2 separate regions of the Mus musculus genome follow, and region 1 is linked to region 2. The links are chromatin contacts, called in public promoter capture Hi-C maps. All regions are on one chromosome and are shown on one strand. The core of a region is the stretch at or near the end of the contact, and the rest is flanking DNA. Distances in the headings are between cores, read along the strand shown. Region 1 overlaps Slc16a9 (solute carrier family 16 (monocarboxylic acid transporters), member 9). Region 2 overlaps Ank3 (ankyrin 3, epithelial).

Region 1 (3,693 bases), core at 1,193-3,692, 360 kb before region 2:
TGTGGTATGTGTGCATGTATGTATGTGTCTGCATGTGATGTGGTATGTGTGTGTATGTGTGGTGTATGTGTGGTGTGTATGTGTGGGTGGTATGTGTGTGGTGTGTGTAATATGTGTATGTGTGTAATATGTGTATGTGTGTGGTGTGTGTGTATATGTATATGGTATATGTATGTTTGGCATGTGTGTGTGTGTGGTGTATGTGTGTGGTGTGTGTGTATGTGTGGTGTATGTGTGTATGTTTGTGGTATATGTGTGTGGTATGTATATATGTGTGGTGTGTGTGTGTATGTGTGGTATGTGTTTGTATGTGTGGTGTATGTGTGTGGTGTGTGTGTATGTGTATGTCCATATTTTCCTCCCATGCTTCAAAAGTACTCCCTGCAGCAGGCTGAGTAAAGACAGACTCAGGCGGTGGATCCTGACTCTCAATTTGATTGCAGTCTGAAGCATCCGAGGGAATAGTAACGCCCGCCTCTGGGCATGGCTGTGTAGGCCTTTCCTGAGGGGAGACCCAGCTTGAATGTGGTGGCACACCCATAGCTGGCCATGGATGGGACCAAAGGGAGAGAGTTAGGAAAGTCACTGACAGAGAATGCATTCTCTGCTTTCTGGACTCTCCAACCAGGATGAGCTGACACCTCTGAAGATGGGTGCCAAAGGAAATCCTCCCCTGTCTGTGATGCTCAGACGTGCGTCACAACTGTGATAAACTAAAGCAGTTTGTGAACACAAGGACAAGACCACTCGTCTCATGGATAGGAGATAACTTCCTTAGCGTACATGCACGGGGCTACGTTCAACTCTGGCACCCCCAAAACCCCTCATACAATACAAACACTACTGTCACTAAATTCGTTTTGTTTCAGGAAATAGAATTACTTTTCGCAATAAATCTGTTACCATACACTGTCAACATACACTGAGCCTGTGACCTTTAAGTGGACTGCTAAACAAATGCTTTTCGATTTGTCTTTTTAGTGGGTGGAGAGATGGTTCAGTGGTTAAGCCCTTTAGTGCTTTCACAGAGGACCTGGGTGTGGCTCCCAGCAGCCCCATCAGGCAGCTCACTCTATTACAGGGGAGCTGACACCCTCTGGCCACCACAGGCACCTGCTCACATATAGTGCATATATACTCATGCAATCACACATACACACATACACATAAAATAAAGACAAATAAATAGCCGGGTGTGGTGATGCACGCCTTTCATCCCAGCACTTGGGAGGCAGAGGCAGGCAGAGTTCTGTGAGTTCAAGGACAGCCTGGTCTACAGAGTGAGTTTTAGAACAACTGGGGCTATAGAGAGAGACCCTGTCTGGCAAAAACAAAACAAACAAAAAACAAAACAAAACAAAAACAAACAACTTTTAAATGAATTTATCGTTTAAATTTGTATTTCTTAGTTGTTAACATTTATTTTATTTTACATGTATGTGTATTGTGTGTGTTCGTGGTCTGTATGTTGGTATATGGTGGGTATGCTATGTCTGTATAACTGTCTGAACCCTGTTGTCTGTAGAGAACAGAAGCGGGCAGCCAATCCCTTAGAGGTGGAGTTACTACAGGCAGTTGTGAGCTGCCTGCTGAGAGTGTCGGGAGCTGAAGGCGGGCCTTCTGCATGAGTAACGTGTACTCTTAAATGCTGGGGCATCTGTCTCCTCAGCCCTAAATTTATCATATTTCATATGTAGTATATTAAAGCATGATGCAATATGTAAATATATAATCCATACCATCTAAAGTTCCTTAGAGGTCTAAGTAAGAACATTAAAAAGTCCTAAGATGTTAAAGGTTCTAAACTATTGTCTTAAAGCACTCTCTGGTGTCAATCAGCTTTGATGAAATTCTAGCAGTGAAACTTGTCTAAGACACATAATACTTTTGACACCAAATAACCATATTTAGGCAGAGTCAGCTGACGTCTAAGAGACTAATGGGAGGCAGAGGGGAGGGGCAAGGGAGAGGAGGTTGAAAGGACTGCATAATGTGTGTGTATGTATACACATATACACATACACTGTGTGAAAGTGGAATCCAATAGAGTCATTTTTATCTAGCCATAAAACAGAAACAAAAATACACACATATATACATTCATACAAATATACATGCATACATATACACACATACATATACATATATACATGCATATATACATTCATATAGATGGACGGACAGACAGACAGACAGCGAGGAGCTGTGAAAAAACAAAATCTCAGGCATATGTCCCCAAAAGTGAAAGCTGTCAAGAGCCTTTTGCAAATGACTCTACAAACCATGACTTGCACAAAAGCCATTGTAAACACACACACACACACACACTTCCAACAAGGCCTTCTGCCAAGCTACAGTTTCATTTTGGACCAAGGCCACCTTAGAATAATAGATCAGTGTGGCCAAGGATGTTTGCTTCAATACACCTTATATAGTTCTCTTTATCTCACCTTTACAGACTTTAAACACACCCACCATTCCCTAAGGTGTGTACTCAATATACTCTCTTCAATTGTTCAAAAAGACGTAGATGATCTCTGAAAACGCTACAGTCGTTATTCAGCGAGCTCTGTAACTCAGCCAGACGCTAAGCTCCACTTCACACCCACTGCAGCTCCCAGTTTACCTCAGCATTTTTCTCTGACCTCCTGAAGTCATGGCAATTCTGACTTCCTCGTAGCTCCCTGAACCTTTAGCACCGTTCCTGTCTACCTAAGCTGCGGTGTGCACCGCTCCAAGTTTCTGCAAGAAAAAAAACCGACAGAAGATGCAACATTTTCCCAACAGGCTGCGTCTATCAGATGCTTTGACATATCTGCAGACTCTCAGATGACACGTGTATTTCTTTTAAAAATAAATATGTAGGAAAAGGCTGCTGCTTGGGACTGGCACTTTGCTGCTCTACTGGGGCTCCTGAATTTGGTTCCTAGGACCCACGCCAGCAGGGGCTATGACGCCCTCTTCTGGCCTCCGCAGGCACTGTATGCACGCACCCACCTACCTATGCACGCATGCTATCCACCGTATCCCTTTCTGAGTGTTTGGCTCTGTGCGTCCTCCACTACCCTCCTTTCTCTTCTGGTCTACATCCACTGGCCACAGCCCACCTGTGCTTAAAGGTCACACAGCAATTCCTCAGCCAGGCTCTGCACACATCCCCATAGCTCACAGGCACAGGGCACTGGTTTCACTTCGCCATTGGCCTCGCTTCTGCTATGTGGCAACTTACACATTTATCAGCCTGTCCTTCTACCTAGATGACCAGCAACGTGACTCACCGATTCTCACTTCTGATCTTTAGCACAATCACATAGGATTTAAAGACATTAAAGGTATAAGTATGCATTATCTATATATAGTATATAGTACTGAAAACAGCCCTGGTCTTGGTGTTAGCTCTTATTTCTCATCTGAGTCTATGGCTTATATATTACAGATGCAGCCTTAGACAATACTAAAAATCATACTTAATAGCCAGACATAGAGAAGCGCATGTGCAATCCCCAAAGTAGGGAAACTGAGCCAGGAAGATGGAGAGTTCAGGGCCAGGCTGGGCCATATTAGGAGACTCTGCTTCAAAACAAAACAAAACCAACCCAGAATCACAGCTGCTTAGCACAACTGTACATCCATGAGAATCAAGATTGTCTTTGGTTGAAACTAGTGACAGATATCTTTAATCCCAGCACTCGG
Region 2 (3,549 bases), core at 581-3,080:
TAAGTTCTTGGTGGGGTGTTACACAAACATGAAAATGAACACGTTACAATTACCCAACAACAGGAGTGAAAGCCCAGGAGGGTCAAGCTGGGAGGCAGAAGAAATGTAGAGTTGTAAGGACCTCTTTAGAAGCTGGGTGCACAGCTGAGCATTGGGGGTTGGTCTGGTGCTGCTATGTAGTCAAAATGCTAAATTCTGTACCCCAAGATCTGGTTGCTCCCAAATTCTTACATATACATTGCCTTTATTGTATAAACCTTGCTCCCCAATTTAAAGCTATTGGTTAAATAAAAGTGGCTACAACCAACGGCTGGGGAGGACAGAGGTAGGTGGGTCTTTGGTTACTGGGCTTGGGGAGTCACAGGTAGGGACCTTGAAGAGAAAGAGGGTAGGAAGAGAGAGAAGGAGGAGAAAGGAGGAAAAGGGGGAGGAAGGAGGAAAAAGGGGAGGAGGAGGAGGAGAAGAAGAAAGAAGATGGAGAAAACGTGAGGTCTCCATTAGATGTAGTGGACCAAGAGCAGGTGCCCAAGTGATGGAGCAGAAATAACAAAGGTGAGACTCCAACAGCAAGTATTTGGGGACCACAACTAAGGAAGTAGCCAGTTTAGTGTTAGAAAATAGATTAGGGGGGCTGGAGAGACAGCTCAGTGTAAGAGCACTGACCGATCTTCCAGAGGTCCTGAGTTCAATTCCCAGCAACCACATGACGGCTCACAAGCACTTGTCCGATGCCCTCTTCTGGTGTGTCTGAAGACAGTGACAGTGTACTCATATACATTAAAATGAAGAAAGAATATAGATTGGAGATAATTCCCTCAATAATTGTGCTAAAGCTGAATAAGTAAATCTTAGCCTCAGTCTCATTCAATCTAGCTTCCAAATAAATAGAAATACGTATGTTAATTTACAGCTAAGTCTACGGGGTTAGAACAAATGACAGCTACACAAAAGGCACCCGCTGGATCCTGCCACAGGGAAGCTCCTGAGCTGGTGACAATGGAGAGGAGAAGGCAGACTTGAGAGGTTCTATGGATGCAGAAACAGAGCAGATAAGAGTTCCTGGCTGGCTGGACATGAACGTGAGACAAGGGAGACTCTGGAGCTTCTGCGTGGGGGTTAGGCTACGTGGGAGGTGAAGAAGCTTGCAGGAGATGATGTTCTGGAAGGAAACACTTAGGGTGTGATGGATTGATTATCTGTGAGGGTCTACGTGGAAAGGCACAGTGTGGAAGAGCAGTTAGCCGTGGCTCAGAGGTCAAGGGTACTGGCTGCTGTAGTACAGGGTCTAGCTTTGGTCCCCAGCACCGATGATAGGCAGCTCTTAACTACCTGTAATTCCTCCTCCAGGGGAATCAAAGTTCTCTTCTGGCCACTGTAGGCACACGCTAACACACGTATACACATAAAGCAAAGCCAAATCTTTAAAAGAATGGAGAAGGACCATTGAGCTCCCATGTGCATGTGAGCATCGCTCTGTCCTTCTGACCTTCTGAAGTAAAGGACCAGATGCTTCAAGCCCCTGATGGTTTGGCTCGGTGGACTGAAACCTGGAACTTCCAGCTCAAGCAAACCCTCTCACCTTTAAGTTACTTTTGCAAGAGTTTTTGTTTTGTTTTATTTATTTATTTATTTATTTATTTATTTATTTATTTATTTATTTTTTTATCACGGCAACTGAAATGACGCTGAGACAGGGTCTTCCCTTCTAGGTTTTCAAAGTTATCATTTTGAGCTTACCTCCAGGACACACGAGCAGCTAATGAATGTCCATTTGAAAGGTAAGCAGAGAAACCCCAGTGGGGGGGAAAATGAAGAGAGACACTGCCCACGAGGTATTCCCCAAAATGCTAAAATTTGGGTAGGAGCAGTTCCCACTGGTCCTATCAACAGTAACACCATGCCCCGCCCTCCTCCTGCCTCCTGGTCCTATCAACAGTAACACCATGCCCCGCCCTCCTCCTGCCTCCTGGTCCTATCAACAGTAACACCATGCCCCGCCCTCCTCCTGCCTCCTGGTCCTATCAACAGTAACACCATGCCCCGCCCTCCTCCTGCCTCCTGGTCCTATCAACAGTAACACCATGCCCCGCCCTCCTCCTGCCTCCTGGTCCTATCAACAGTAACACCATGCCCCGCCCTCCTCCTGCCTCCTGGTCCTATCAACAGTAACACCATGCCCCGCCCTCCTCCTGCCTCCCCAGAGGTTAGCTAATCTTTCTGGCTCCCTCCCAGGCTCAGAAAGCCACTCACATAATGGCTCTGTATCTTCTTATGATTACCAGAGAGATTGGGCAAGCAGGACCGTTCCTGGTAGGCCGAGCCAGCTTCACACTTCCCAGACCGGTCCTTCAGACTCCCCTTCATTTTGGATTATGCCAAAGCAAATTATATTTACTCTCTCCTGAGTGAGAGTGCTCTAGGAGGATTACAAAAAGTCCTTTCTCTGAGGGCCAGAGACATGGTTCAGTGGGTGAAGATGTTTGCTGACAGCCACCCCCCTCCCCATACTACAAATTTTAGAAAATTCTTTGCCCGAGTTCTTAAAATCTACCCAAAACTCTATCTGTACTTAACTGCCTTTGACCATGTGCCCTGGCCTGCTTCATCTTCATACTAAGATAGTGGGAAAGAGGCTTATTTCTATTGTCATGTCAGTAAATTCTTTAAAAATATTATTAGCCACAGGGGTGTCTGTGTGTGTGGTATGTGTATGTGTCTGCGTCTGCGCTGTTTGTCAATGTGTGGGATGTATGTGTGGGTGGTATGTGGGTGGAGTATGTGGTGTGTGTGTGTGTGTGTGTGTGTGTGTGTGTGTGTGTGTGTGTGTGTGTAGGGCAACAGGATTCTTCCTTGTACGTTGATCACCTTATTCACTGTTGTAAGGTGGTCCAGCTGTCCAGTTGACTTGGGGGATCTCCTGTCTCTTCTCTCTAAGCACTGGGATTACAGTTAGGCCCTCACACTTACTTGTGAGCTCTGGAGATCTGAACTAGCCAAACTCTCAGGCACACGGGGGCAAGCAATTTAATTGCTAAACCATCTCCCTAGCCCATAATATCACTACTTTGTGAAGAACACGATTTGTTCTTTCTCTTAAATACACACTTGGTTTGGCATGTATTTGTGTGTGTGTGTGTGTGTGTGTGTGTAGGGGGGCTCACATGTGTGTGTAGCTCTGAGGGTGATATTAGAAGTCTTCCTGAGTTGCTCTCCACCTGATTCTCTGAGGCAAGTACTCACCAGAAATCAGAGGTCTTTGGCATGTCTAGTACAGCTAATCTGCTTGTCTAGGGGGTGCCATATATCTGACTCCATGGTCAGGTCTAGGATTTCAGGGAGATGCCTTGCCCACTCTGCATTTATGGGATTCTAGGGATCCAACCTCCAGGTCATCACATTGAATGGCCAGCTCTTTCTCTGTGAACCTGTTCACCATACACTTTTAAAAACCAACGAACAGTGTGAACAACCCAGACTTTAATTCGTTGAACATCGAATGTTCCTGGATCAAGAATGCGCTGAATGATGTCCTCACTGTCCAAGGTACCA

The links. Capture Hi-C pulls out chosen DNA fragments and counts their contacts.
Region 1: a promoter capture Hi-C map of pancreatic islet shows a contact between it and region 2. The contact joins two enhancer-like sites. A contact is called at or near these places in 1 of 115 datasets of contacts at active chromatin or transcription factors (embryonic stem cells) and 2 of 9 other capture datasets (adipose tissue and pancreatic islet).

Annotation. Positions count from the first base shown.
Region 1 is chr10:70,268,265-70,271,957 of GRCm38.p6, reverse strand. The region is part of intron 3 of Slc16a9 (solute carrier family 16 (monocarboxylic acid transporters), member 9); the gene reads right to left. Among named protein-coding and RNA genes, the nearest start is that of Gm40687, 20 kb to the left of the region's middle. Within about 2 kb of position 2,442, at least 9 of the 459 cell types and tissues checked have an H3K27ac peak or open chromatin away from gene starts, as enhancers often do. A contact at or near this core is called in pancreatic islet, where this site is marked.
Region 2 is chr10:69,909,217-69,912,765 of GRCm38.p6, reverse strand. The region is part of intron 23 of Ank3 (ankyrin 3, epithelial); the gene reads right to left. Gm33361 (a long non-coding RNA gene) reads left to right here. Exons shown (of 2, transcript XR_380548.4): 1 at 1-3,543. Among named protein-coding and RNA genes, the nearest start is that of Gm33361, 11 kb to the left of the region's middle. Within about 2 kb of position 1,830, at least 91 of the 459 cell types and tissues checked have an H3K27ac peak or open chromatin away from gene starts, as enhancers often do. A contact at or near this core is called in pancreatic islet, where this site is marked.